Regions from separate parts of the Mus musculus genome. Here regions 1, 2 and 3 are each linked to region 4. The links are chromatin contacts, called in public HiChIP or PLAC-seq, Micro-C and promoter capture Hi-C maps. All regions are on one chromosome and are shown on one strand. Each heading gives the region's core, a stretch centred on a gene start, on an enhancer-like site or on the middle of the called end of the contact. The rest is flanking DNA. Distances are from core to core; before and after follow the strand shown.

Region 1 (3,159 bases), core at 229-2,728, 1.9 Mb before region 4:
AAGGAGAGAGCTGACTTCTAAAAATTACACAGACATATACAGACACACAGATACACACAGACATACACACACACAGACAGATACACACATACAGACACACACAGAGACAGATACACGCATACAGACACACACAGACATATACACACAGACACACACACACACACGCAGAGAGATACACAGATGCACACAGAGGAATGCACAGACACACACAGACAGACACACATAGACACAGTACTACTACTACTACTACTACTAATAATAATAATAATAATAATAGGGCTAGAGAGATGGCTCAGTGGTTAAGAGCACTGACTGCTCTTCCAGAGGTCCTGAGTTCAATTCCCAGCAGTGGCTCACAACCATCTGTAATGGAATCTGATGCCCTCTTCTGGTGTGTCTGAAGACAGCTACAGTGTATCATATACATTAAATAAATAAATAAATAAATAAATAAATAAATAAATAAATCTTAGATAAATAATGATTGGGGGGGTTTGTTTGTTTGTTTGTTTGTTGAGACAGGGTTTCTCTGTGTCGCCCTGGCTGTCCTGGAACTCACTCTGTAGACCAGGCCTGCCTCTGTCTCCCAAGTGCTAGGATTAAAGGCATGTACCACAACTGCCTTGGCTACTTTTTATTTCTTAGACAGGGTTTTCTGTAGCCCAATCTGGTTTGGATGTTATTGTGTGGCCAAGGGTGACCTCAAACTACGGATCACCTGGTCTCTACTTCCCAAGTGCTAGGATTACAGCTGTATGCCATCACACCAGTTGCCATCACACCAGTTGCCATCACACCAGTTTTATGTGGTGCTGCGCATCAGGTAGATTGGCACTCTACAAGTTTAGCCACATCCCCAGCCTGTCCTTTATGACTGCCGTGATCCCTCACCTCCATATGTCGAGTCCATTGCACCAAGTCTGGGGTTCCGTGTGTCCTTGCGTTCCCTAGGAGGAAGAACCAAAGGGGACTCACTAGGGAGGAGTTAGGTGTTCTGTGTGCTCACAGCCTCCGTTCCCAGTCAATATTTAGAATCGTGGGTAGAGCCACTAGCCAGGGAAGTGACACACACAGTGGCGAGAAAGAGCCTGATGCAATTGCTGGAAACAGGGGACCCAAAACAAGGAAGTACTCCATTCACCCCTAATGAAGGCCAAACCACGCTCTGAACATTTCTCCATTGCCAGTCCGCGTGCTGGGGGGAAAAGGGCAGAAACTGCCTTCTCTGGCTTCCCAGAACAGCCAGAGGAAAGGAAGTGGCCTTAGCGGCTAGCTCTTACACACACCCATCTCAGGCCCGCCTGAGTGTCTGGAGCGTGGGGGATGGGAGGGCGGCTCACCTTCTCCTCCACGGGCTCCCTTCTCCTGCTCCTCTCCCAGCCCTTCTCTCCTCCGAAGCTGGGGCACCTTTGGCTGCATGGTGCCAGTGTAGAGCGGACAGCACACAGCTGTTGTCTGTCTTCTTCCTTTCTTTCTTTCTCAATCTACCTACAGAGCTTGTGTCCCACTCAGAGATCTGACAACTCCAGGGACTAAAGTCCTTTCCGGAGCCCCGTTGAGGGTTAGATAGGTTATCTGCAGGCAGTGTTTCTCATACTCTGGCCCTGCCTGTGGCTTTCACAGCTCTCTCACCACAACCACTATGATCAGCTTCACGCTATTGCTATTTCACTTTCGGGAGTGAGTCTGTGCATCAGGTTGTGAGGGGGACTTTGCTTCCCCGAGGCTTATCACATAGCTTGGCTCTTCCTGGCTCTCTCTACCAAGACTGAAGGTCAGGGAGGGACCAGAAACATCTTCGTGTACCTTGTAGTCATTTTTCTGAGGGCACAGGATGAGGCCTGTAGTGACATGTGTGTGCAACAATATTTTTGTCAGGAGCTCTATTTGTGTCATGTGTGATGGTCGAGGCCCCTCAGTGTCAGCTCTTCCCTACACCTTGGGTTACCACATAAGCAGAAAGGGCAGACACACACTTATTCAACAGTAAATAGCGCCAGGGGTTGCCTTGCCTACCTATGTAACTTCAGGAAAGTGGACCAAACTTTTTAAGCTTCTTCTGAAAAAAAAAAAAAATTATGGGACAAAATGTCCCTACGTCATCAGGTGATTGCCAGCACAAATAAGGTAGTCTGGAGGTAGTCTGGATAAACCATACAGAGCCTGAGCACATTTGTTTCTTTCTGGTAGGCAGTAGGGCAGGTGAGTGCCTTGGGAGTTCCACTTTGGCAAATTCCTGCTGGGGATTAACTATTAATCCTCCTCCTCCATCAGTCCAGAGGTCAGTGATAGAAGCAAGATTGTAATCACTGTGATCTCGGACTGAGGCCAGGATCTCAGTCAGTCCCACAAGGGAGCTCCGGGTGGGTATCCGGGTGAGGATAAAGAAAGGGCTTGCTGCCTGTGGCAGTGGCAGTCTACTGTATTCCAAGGGCAATGGAAGAGGCTGGCTGTGCTCTGCAGGGAAGGTAGAAACACTATGACCAATGGGAGACAGTGAGCACGAGGCCCCAGATCTGAATGAGACAGACGCAGAGACGTAAGCCAGAGACACCCCCCCAATACTGTTTTATTAGTACACAAGCCAACAGCAATCTTTCTAACTAGCTGTGTAAAGGCCCAAGGGTGACAGGGACAATGGGGTGGGGCGTGAAGGTGGGTCTTGGGGCACAGAGTTATTCATTGCTTCACATACAGCTCAAATGACAGCCCCCTGTTCCTGCTGGCGTCCTGGAGGCTCCCTCGGGGCTTCACCCACTGCTCCTGGCAGAGCACTGAGTGCTTCCTTGACCATCTGGAGACACTGGCAAAGGCTGGCCCATCGGATCCACACACCAGCAGGGGCCACGGCGATTCCCCTGCGAGGAACGACACTGGGGAGAGAGGTGCAGGTCAGGGTGAGGTCCAGGCTTTGAGCAGGAAAGCATCTGAGAGCTCTTAGTTGCTTTACCTACTGAATAGGGCCCACTCTGCTAGGCCAGAGCAATAGCTTTCAAAATGCAGTTTCTGTCAACAGCCCAACATCACTTATGTTAGAAACTTGTGTTCACAGGCTAGCCCAGACCTACTGAGTCACAAAATGCAGAAGGGGCTCCACCAGCACCAGCTCAGACGCCTCCAGGTGATTCCCCAGGGCTCCCATTTGAGGCCACCACAAGG
Region 2 (3,477 bases), core at 417-2,916, 1.1 Mb after region 4:
GCCTGCTTCTGCCTCCTGAGTGCTGGGATTAAAAGCATGCATGGCCACCATCAGGCTATAAGTAAGAATTTTTAAAGGTACATTTTAGGTCATGATTTTTTTTGATATTTAGAAGGTGGCCTAATGCTGCCCGCTATCAGAAACACAGCTGAAAACTATAAACGGATGACTGCCCAGAAATTTTAGTTTAGATGAGTCAGCAAAACTTCACGTCTCACCAATGAAAAGCTTAACGCACACATCTATGAATGCATAATGATAATAATAGCTTCAGAATCAGTGATCTTCCAGTCAGTGCTGTATCAAATTTGGCCTGGAAATTAAAGTATAAAGAAGATACAGGCCCAGCCTCACAGCTGTAATCCCAGCAGCTGGGAGTCTGAGGCAAAAGAACTTTACTTCAAAGGCTAACTGGGGTTACACAATAGGTCACAAGCCAGCCTAGGTTACTGATAAAGACTAAGACCACCCCCAAGGGGGGAGTCTGGGGGGGGGGGTGGAATGCAAAGTCCATAACCCTGAAATACTTATTCACAGGACTCCCAAACCACCTTAACTCAAAAATACGAGAATGTGGAGGCAGTTTGACCACTAGGAATCAGCATCCCTGAACAATTTCTAAAAACAAAAAACCGAAACTCTCTTCCCCCAAGCACAAAACCAGAATTAGAAGGTTTATGAACATTTTTTTTTCAAGCCGGAACATTTCTCAATGGGAAACAAAAATTCCAACAAAGGACAGACAACTTAAATTTAAAAAGAAAAAAAAAATCACAGTTATTCATTACTTTTCAAACCAAACATCTTCAACTCCGCAGTATCGCTGACCTCGCTCATGGTAGAGTACTGCCGGCAGTGTGTTCTCTCTTGCTTCAATAAATACGGAGAAATTATATACAGTAGTCTGCTGAGCTGATCGAGAATAAATATTACAGTTTTGCCTTACAACAAAATGAACTATAAATAATAATAATAAAATTACTGGGAGAAGGGCTTGCATGCCTTAGCAAGGGGCCAAGACTAACCCACTCCCTAAAAAAAAAAAAAAATAGAATCATCTTGGATGAATTAGGAGACGAAGACCCTCTAGTGCACCTCTATCCTAGGCTCTGGTTTAATTCAAAACCAAACTCGTATTTCTTTGCCTCTCTTTGCCTTTTCTAGTCCGGTTTCCTCTCAAATTCCGAAATTGTCCTTCTACCCTTTAAGTCCCATGATGGCACTTGCGTCCTGACACAATGCAGAAGACTTTACACATGCCCATCTCGCCGTACTTCACATTTCAATCGACCCATTATTTCATTCTTTCCGATCCCGCACGTAGTTTCTGAAATCTAGGACCGCACACACGCTCTCGCCAGAGTCCCCCTCACTCCATTGTTTCTCCGGCCTATCCTCTGGAAACTCCCCAACTCGGACCCGTGTGCTTCGCTCGCCCCTTTAACCCCAGAAACCCGCGGCCCTCTCCACACTGCGGGAACCAAAGGGCTCCCGGTCCCCCTCCTCTCGGTACCCCAACCCCCAACAACTGCCCCTTCCCTCTTTCCCCTTCCTCGAGCCCTCCCTCCACCTCCGGCCCCTCTCGCCCCCGCCACCCACTTCACCCAACACCCCCAGCCTTACCTAGCCCGGGCTCCCTGCAGCCGCCGCGTCCCCCCAGTTCCGGGCTCTGCGTTCCGGACGCTCCCGGGTCTGGGATGAGGAAAGAAGAGCCTCCGCCTCCTCCTCGCCCTCGTCCTCGGGAGCCGCCGCCGTCGCTGCCGCGCTCCTCCCCCAGCTCGCCCGAGGCCCGACGCCGAGCCGCCCCGCCCCCACCGCCGCCTTCCCCGCGTCCCTCGTCCGCCGGGCGGCCGGCAGAGCCTCGCAGGCGCGGCTGGGGCCGGAGTGCCCGCGGATCCACAGCGACCCTCGTCCGCCCGCACTCGCGCCGCCGCTCGCCCCTCTCGCCCCGCCTCGGAGCCCGCGCGTGCGCGCGCGCTCGTACTCGTGCATGCGCCCCCCGCCAGCCGGAGCGCAGGGCGCGCGCTCGCGCCGGCGCGACCCCGATGCGCCGCACGCGGGAGACCGGAGCCGAGGGGACCGGGGCGCGCGGCCGGGTTACCGCTCCTCTCAGGCGCTCTCCCTTCGCGCGGGGTTCGCGCGCCTGAGTTGCGGGAGACGGGGAATTAATTCACTGAGGGGTTGAAGGAGCGGGTCAGGGGCCAAACGGGAAGGAACGGCGGCGAGACGAGCAGGGCGCGTACTCGCGTCCGCGTGCGGGAAAGGCGACCTAAAGCGGCCGGGCTAGGAGTGGGCGCCAGCGTGCCCCTAAGTGACGAGCCGAGCGGGAACTGACGGAAAGAGCCGAAACTCACCGGAGGTGGCCGAAGATTCCCAATGGGATCCTAGAGCCTTTCGCTCCAGGTCTGCAGGCACGTCCGCCCTCTCTAGCAGGGAACAATTCAGCCGCTCACTCCCTTTAACTTTGCCCGCCTCCGGACCTACCTTCTGCTCCTAAAGGTTATTTCAGAGCCACCTGGCCACCCAGCCTGATGGGAGAGGTTCTGGAGAGAGGATGTGCGAGCGAACGACCTCACACTTCCTGCATCCCTCTACGTGGCTGTGATTAGGAAGGGCTGTTGTCGAATCTTTCTGTTAAATACCTAACTTCGTAATCAGGGCTCGAAATCTCCAGCCTCTCCAGAGCCAGATCATCGCTAGTATTGATGTATCTTTTGAGTTAGTGTCTTACCGGTTCTGATCAGGAGAGAGAGGTTAGGAAGGGCATGTCCAACCACATTCAAGCCAAGGAACTTAAATATGAGACCTGTTTTGGCGGTTATTTTTAAAATCTAAATAGTGAACTTTGTGGAAGACAATCATGTCACAATATCAAAAGGTTGGATACGCCTGGTAGAGGCTGAGTTTTCGACTAAATCATCACTGAAAATATTCATCACCATCTACTTCTCACTTCCTTTGAAGCCAAGCAAAGGGGCTTTGAATAGTCAGAACCACCTCAAGTGCGTGCTTATAGATGTGTGCTACAGGCAGAGCACAGTATATCCATATGTTTTATCACTCCAGTCTTAGATCATATAATTGACCATGGGACAGTATGTGTCTGCCAAGTCAGATGTCTTCATCGGATCCTTGTTCTTTTTGCTGTGCACTGTTTTTATTTTTGTTTATTGTGACAAGATCTGGCCATGTAGCTCTCTGCTGGCCTCCAACTCTGGAACTTCCTGCCTCAGCCTCCTGATCACTAGGAAATCCGAGGCTTATACCGTGCTGGAAGAGCACTGCTGCCCCTCCCCACCCACCCCCAACCTTAAACATGCTAGGCGCAGTTCTTTTTTCATGTAATGTTAATATTTTTTGATTGATTGAACTTGTGTGTCTTGCCTGCGTGTATGTATACCATATACCTGGTGCCAGCAGAATTCAAAGGAGGACAACAGATCAAGACCTGAAGTTCTGAATGGTTGTGAGCCACCC
Region 3 (3,487 bases), core at 157-2,656, 1.3 Mb after region 4:
AATGGAACTTAGGTCCTTCTCCTGTTACCAACTGAGCCATCTCTATAGCTACCCCTCCCAAATGGTTTTTGCTTTGTGTTTGAGATTAGCTGAACCCACAGATGTAGAACCCAACAATGCAGAGGGCCAACTATATAAACATAAATGTATACACGGGATGTATTTATTTTGTTTTTGAGACAAATTCTCACCATGTTACTCTGGTTGTCCTAAAACATTATGTAAAGGGCAGACTGGCCATGAATTTATAGATCCACCTGCTTCTGCCTTCCTAGTGCTGAATTAAAAGACGTGTGCCACAATGCCCAGATGGTTTCTGAATCTCAAAGTAGGACTGGGCCAACCTCTATTTTCTAGTTTCAAATTAAAACGTTAAAACGTTAAAATGTTAAAACATTAAAATTAGATAAAGGCTATAAAGAGAACAGCACATAGCAGGGAGTTAATGTTTGGGAGTTAATGTTTTACTCAACCCACTCACCAATATTCCCTGGGATATTTCCTCAGTTTCGGGATAGCCTGGGCCTGGTAATACATGCAATCAACTAGGAAGCTGAGAATTCAAGGGTAGCCTGGTTTGCATCGCAAGACCTGTCTCAACAAAACAAAAGTTTCATGACATTTTTAAAAAGTCTCCTGTTTTTTTGTTTTTGTTGTGGTTTGTTTTTTAACTATTTGTTCTCTAATACCCTAGGCCTTCCACAAAAATAACTGTGTGAAAGCTGTCTGGAGTGGCAGGGAAACTCCAATAACAAATAAAAAAACGCATCGGGCAGTGGTGGCACAAGCCACTAATCCCAGCACTTGGGAGGCAGAGGCAGGCGGATTTCTGAGTTCGAGACCAGCCTGGTCTACAGAGTGAGATCCAGGACAGCCAGGGCTACACAGAGAAACCCTATCTCGAAAAACCAAAAATAAAAATAAAGAAAAAGAAAAGAAAACGCTATGGACCTTTGGGTTACAGGCAGCCGTCCCTTCAGAAGACCCCGTGGTGCTTACATCTTCTCGACGGGCTGACCTGATCCCAACCTTATTCGTTTAAACTAAAATCCTGACGGATACACATCCTGGAACCAACCCTCACATCTCAGCCGTGGACCACAAGGACTCTTAGTTTTAGAACAGCTTCGACAGGCCAAAAACATCCCGCCTCCTTTCCCAGAATGTCCTATCAGCGCACTCCTAGCGATGACCGACAGTCTACGAGGAACCAGTAAGTTCCGCTCCTCTGAAGAAACCCGCCCAGGCCTTGTGTCGTCACTGGGCACCAAGCCTGGCACTTCCGCGTAGCCGGGCGGCGGGTACTTGCGTTGAAACGTGCTTGCGAGTGACCCCACCTTAAAGGGGAGGGGACCGAGGGGGACCCGAGCCCTTTAAGACTAGGCGGGCTGGGGCCTGCCCCTTTAAGGGCGGGGCGTCCGACCGCAGAATCTGAGCCCCAGATTACCTTGAGTTTCCGTCACGGGCAGCGAGGAGAGGCGCTTAGGCTGGGTCCGGGTGCTTGGCGGGCGGCGGCGGCCTCATCCCCGCTCGTCCTCCCCGGGCCCGGAGACACCCCCGCCCCAGTCATGCTGAGCAGAGTATGGAAGCAGCTGACTACGAAGTGCTATCCGTGCGAGAACAGCTGTTCCACGACAGGGTCCGCGAGTGCATCGTGAGTCCGGGACCTGGGCGGGAAGGGGCCGGGCCGAGGTGGGAGGGGCGCGCCGCGATGGAGACGGGAAGTCCAGCTGCCTGGGCTCCGGAGCACCTCGACCCCTGCGAGCGCCGGGGCCGGGCCGGTGAACTCCCGGTCGGGTCGGCTGGGTCCCTGAGCCGTAAACAAAGCCGCCGGGTTTCCGTTCCTCGGCCGCTCGCCCCTCCCCCCGCCCCTTCTACTCCACCCCCGTGGGCGTTCCTGGCGATGGGGGTCCTCTAGTGTGGAGCGTTTGATCCTCTGGAAAAGGATGGATTTGCTTCGGGACAAGTTAGTGTGCGTGTTCCCCCTTAAAAGTAGATGAAGGGCAACCATGGTTGATGTTGAAATGAAGGGAGACTCGGTCACATTGAGCAGTTAACCGGGGACATGCGATGGTGGCGCGAGGGGCGAAGGAAAAGTGGGAGCTGTAGTGGGTCCTCCCACTAAGGAAGAAAGAAGTCCTGTCCGACGAGATGGGGTTGTAAGAAGTGGAGATGGAGGAACACCGAGGTTTCCCCGCCTGTTTTCTCTCCCCTGTAGTAGTGGTTGTTTTCATTCCTTCTGTGATTGAATCCTGGGCCTCTGGCATGCAGCATGCCAAACACAAGCCAATACAATGACACACACCCCGCACGACTTCCGGATAATTTGTTTGACACTCAGACTGGGTTTCCAGCCATCCCGTGTGAGTTCTCATGTGTGGGTGGGGTGGGGTGGGGTGGGGTGGGGGTGGGAGGGTCCCGGGTCCGCAGTGATCCTGAGCGCATCTAGCCTGTATTTCTTATTCTTTAAGCATTAATCTAGAATTGCAGTTGAACTTTCCATACGGCAGTGTACTACTCTAGGGTAGGAGCACCCGTGGGACTTAGGGAAATCTATTTTCCTTGGGCCTGCTTTGAATGATAATCTCTTTGTCTGCTGGGTTTTTTTGTTTTATTTTGTTTTGTTTTCCCAGAGAGCTCTGCACATACTAAATGAAAAGGGAAGGGTTTGGAGGAGTGGAAGGAGATCTTACTGAATAAAGGGGAGGGCTCAGATGGTGTCTTTCTTCATTTTTCTCAGGCTGAGCTTTAGGCTACCCCTTGGCATGCTTAGATTGAAGAAACGGTAAAGGGGACTAGGTCTGCCCTTACCAATGAGGGCATACGAGTATCTAGCCCCAGGATAAGAGTCGGGTAGCATCTCTTCTGTGTTCCTTGGGAGAGGTACACATTGGGGATTGGGCATATCACGGTGGGGGGCCAGGGGGGGGCACATCCAGGCCTTATAAGATACTGACCACCTGGAGGGATGAGGCCGAAGAAACTGCTCAGTATGTGTTTCTGCCTCCTAAGCCATTAGCTTAGGACATCAGCTCCAGCCAGGGGCAAGTGAACGTTTCTAGTGTCTCCTGAATGTGGCTCCCATCTAGAAACTAGAGAACAACCCAGGTAGGAGGTGGGGGTGCGCGCCTTCAGTTCCAGCACTCAGGAGGCACAGGCAAGCGGATCTCTTGAGTTTATGGCCAGTCTGGTCTACAGAGTGAGTTTCAGGACATCCAGGGCTACACAGAGACACCATGGGAGAGGGAGGGAGCGAGCACTGAAACAGCTTAGCCTGTCCTGGAAGTGGGTGGAACCCCAAGCCTGACCTTTTGAGCTCTACTACCCTCTTGGCTGTTAATCAAGTTCAAGACCAAAAGGGGCAGAGAAGGAGCTGTTGGGAAAATTCAGCTTCCATCTTAGTGGCTCTTCCTATGGGGACTTCCTAAATCAAAAGCTATCACTTTATTCTAGACACAGGACTTTCTTGGTCTCCTCTTTGTCACTG
Region 4 (3,249 bases), core at 85-2,584:
GGTCCTATTTTAATACATTTGTCTTGCCTGGCTCGTTATCTCTGAATTACTTAACAGCTATGTTTACTAGCCTGCCTGTTTCTCCCAGCTTTAAGCTCTCTAAAGGCAGTGCCTGTCTGCAGTAAAGTGTGCTCAGTGACCAGCAGACTGTCACGAGTGAACAGTAAATATCAATAAATATCAAGTACAGAGACTTCTCAGCTGGTGAGTGAGGAAAAGGCGTCTTAGCTTCCTTCCTTGAAAAAGATGTTGAAGGTCTGGAGAAATGGCTCAACAGTTAAGAGCACTGACTGCTCTTCCAGAGGTCTGAGTTCAATTCCCAGCAACCACATGGTGGCTCACAACCATCTGTAATGAGATCTGACTCCCTCTTCTGGAGTGTCTGAAGACAGCTACAGTGTACTCATATAAGAAAAACAAAAAAACAAACAAAAAATCCTAACATAAGCCGTGTTCGAAGCCAACCTGGACTATGTATGTATGTATGTATGTATGTATGTGTGTGTGTATGTATATATAAATTTATTTAAGGCCAGTTTGGTAAGCCCTGTCTCAGGCAAAACTAAAAACGCTATAATAAACCGGACCCGGCGACCGCGTCTGGAAGTCCTGCACCATGAACTCTTCGCAACAAATCCCGTCTCAAAAAGAAAAGGCGGCTACCGAGACTCTTTTAAGTTTCTATCATAACTTAGGCGGCCAGCGGCGAGACTCCCGGAAGGAGAGGAACGCCGTGCCCCGCCACAGGGCGGGTTGCCTCGGTTTTCCCAGTCATGGAGGCGGGAGCCCAAGGCCGCGGCGTCTGCAGCCTGCCGGAGGCCGCCGCTCGGCTTTTCTTCCCGCCTCCATGCGGCGCGGGCCGAGCCAAGGAGCGCGGGAGGCCCGGGGCGCCTCTCCCAACGCGCCCCGCGGAGGCGAGGGGAGCCTAACGCCCGGGCGCTCGGGACGCGCGCGACCGGAAGCGCGCGGCCGGCCCCACCCCCACCGCGCCCCTCCCCCACCGCCCGCCGAGCCGCGCGCGACCCCCGGCCGGCGCGTGGCCGCCATTGCGTCCCCGCCGGCGCCGCCTTCCCGCCCGGGCCGCCTCGCGCTCCGCCGCGCCCCACTCACCCGCGGGGCCGCCTGGCCGCTGCCCGGGGCAGGAAGCTCCACTCCCCCGTCCCAGGCGGCGCCGACTTTACTCCTCACTTGCCAGCCGCGCACCGCAGCGAGGTGGCGCGCGTCCCAGGGGTCGGCGGGGTGCGGGAGGAGAGCGTAACTCGAGAGCCAACCGTCGCGGCTACCGTTTCCCGGCCGCGAGGGGCGTCGCAGGCGGCATGATCCGCACAGGCCGGGGGCCGGGGCTGGGGGGGGGGGGGGGGGCGGCCGAGGAGTGCGCGGGAGCGTGGGGAGGGGCGTGGCCTGCGCGCCGGCGTGCTGCGTCACCGCGTGGTCACGTGAGCGCCGCCATCTTGGCGAGCTCGGGAGCGCGCGGGCCGCCACGGGGACGCTGGGGGAGCTCCGGGGATCTTGGGGCAATGGCGCGGGGTCCTGACCTCCCTCTCTCGCGGGCGGGACAGCTGACCCTCGGCTACCTGCTCTGTTTAAGTAACTGTAAAACCTTGCGCTGCCATCTTAGTGCTTCGGAAAGGACTTAGCATGTCCTTGTGGGGAGTTGACCTTCATACAGATGCCTTTATCTCAGCCTTGGCAAGGTTCTGCTAGGGCATCATAGCGGTTTGCTCGCTCGCTTGCTTGTTTTTAGCATGCCCTCTACAAAGTGCATTATCAAATGTTTTGAGAAGTTGTATTTGACACCTTCCCTCCTAATAACTGGGTGAGTGAAGACTTTGGTTTTGAGCCTTCAGAACATACGATGTGATGTAAAACTGAAGCGTTTAGAAGGGCTTATTAGACTCCAGGCACCGTGATTCAGCAAATATTGCCCAATAAAGCTAAGGCCGATGACTACCTTTAAATAGAAGTACTCGGGTTTTGACTGATTAGGCTAGTTACCCAACCTCTCTGGAGTCGCTATCAAATTTATGGAAATTGCCAGGCGTGGTCAGCTGTGCCTCTGACCCCAGCACTTTGGGTTGGCAGGCACAGTGCTATCTCTTATCTTCATAGAAAGTTCCAGGCCCGGCAAGGCTATACAAAGAAAGCCTGTCTTAAAAAACTATGGAAAGTACAACACTAAGTCAGAGTCTCAACATTATGGAAAGTGACCTACAAAGTAAGGTCGGGGGAAAGCTTGCAGATACCAGCCTGGCCTGAACAACAGGCCAGCAGCAGTCATTCCATCACCCATAGTGTTTTTAAAAGGGGTCCTTTTTTTGAGATTATATTATCATTTCTCTCTTTTCCTCCCTCCAAACCTTTATTTTTTCTTTTAAAGATATATATATGTGTGTGTGTGTGTGTGTGTGTGTGTGTGTACACACATATAAATATATATTTGGTTTTTCAAGACAGGGTTTCTCTGTATAGCCCTGGCTGTCCTGGAACTCACTTTGTAGACCAGGCTGGCCTTCAACTCAGAAATCCGCCTGCCTCTGCCTCCCAAGTGCTGGCATTAAAGGCGTGTGCCACCACGCCCGGCCTATATTTATTTTTTATGTAGCTGTCTTCAGACACACCAGAAGAGAGCATCATATCCCATTACAGAGCCATCATGTGGTTGCTGGGAATTGAACTCAGGACCTCTGGAAGAGCAGTCAGTGCTCTTAACCACTGAGCCATCTCTCCAGCTCTTTCCCCCCTCCAAACACTTCTATACATTCATCCTTTCTTTCAAGTGTTTGCTTTTTAAATATATTATTGTAAATTTTGTGTGTCTGTGTGTCTCAGATGGGGAATGGTATGCGCACAGGTTTCTTCAGAATCCAGAAATGAGCGTTGGATCCTCTGGAGTTAGAATTACAAATGGTTGCTGTCAGGTCCCAAAGAAACCCAGGACAAATGGCTAACTGTGGTGTCTGTTAGCATGCCAAAGCACAGGCTGGTAGCCAGGCTCACAATCTGCTCTTCTCTAGCACACACCAACCCCCTACCCTAAACCCAGGCTGAGGGCCTTCAGTTCTCTTCCCCCAGCTTCTGAGTTCCAAAAATCCTGCCAGTTTGGCCATCTCTCTTGGCTCTTTGCCTCTTCCAACTTTCTCTTCCTTTTTCTTGCTCTGCCCCCTGTCAAAGCTCTGGTCAGTCTGTTATTTGTCTCCCTGCCCTGGCCTCTTCCCATGCCTCTGGCTGTACTCTCTCCCACATCTACAC

The links. Promoter capture Hi-C pulls out the DNA fragments that hold promoters and counts their contacts. A called contact is a pair of places that touch in the nucleus more often than the background predicts. HiChIP or PLAC-seq counts read pairs in DNA pulled down with a chosen protein or histone mark.
Region 1: a contact with region 4 is called in a promoter capture Hi-C map of pre-B cells. The contact joins the promoter of Soat2 here to the promoter of Atf1 in region 4. A contact is called at or near these places in 3 of 39 promoter capture datasets (hippocampal neurons, liver and pre-B cells).
Region 2: a Micro-C map of embryonic stem cells shows a contact between it and region 4, with 9 times the contacts expected there. The contact joins the promoter of Spats2 here to the promoter of Atf1 in region 4. A contact is called at or near these places in 1 of 39 promoter capture datasets (cranial neural crest), 1 of 484 Hi-C or Micro-C datasets (embryonic stem cells) and 1 of 9 other capture datasets (liver).
Region 3: a contact with region 4 is called in an HNF4G HiChIP or PLAC-seq map of pancreatic cancer cells. The contact joins the promoter of Lmbr1l here to the promoter of Atf1 in region 4. A contact is called at or near these places in 1 of 39 promoter capture datasets (liver) and 1 of 115 datasets of contacts at active chromatin or transcription factors (pancreatic cancer cells).

Annotation. Positions count from the first base shown.
Region 1 is chr15:102,148,894-102,152,052 of GRCm38.p6, reverse strand. Soat2 (sterol O-acyltransferase 2) reads right to left here and starts at 1,478. Exons shown (of 15, transcript NM_146064.1): 1 at 1,341-1,478; 2 at 892-947. The coding sequence starts at 1,419. Igfbp6 (insulin-like growth factor binding protein 6) reads right to left here. Exons shown (of 4, transcript NM_008344.3): 4 at 2,541-2,873. The coding sequence ends at 2,751.
Region 2 is chr15:99,125,034-99,128,510 of GRCm38.p6, reverse strand. It overlaps Spats2 (spermatogenesis associated, serine-rich 2), which reads right to left and starts at 1,666. Exons shown (of 13, transcript NM_139140.1): 1 at 1,624-1,666.
Region 3 is chr15:98,916,017-98,919,503 of GRCm38.p6, reverse strand. Lmbr1l (limb region 1 like) reads left to right here and starts at 1,406. Exons shown (of 17, transcript NM_029098.3): 1 at 1,406-1,654. The coding sequence starts at 1,583. Gm41396 (a long non-coding RNA gene) reads right to left here and starts at 1,535. Exons shown (of 5, transcript XR_001781764.2): 1 at 1,448-1,535; 2 at 482-591.
Region 4 is chr15:100,225,944-100,229,192 of GRCm38.p6, reverse strand. It overlaps Atf1 (activating transcription factor 1), which reads right to left and starts at 1,334. Exons shown (of 7, transcript NM_007497.3): 1 at 1,111-1,334.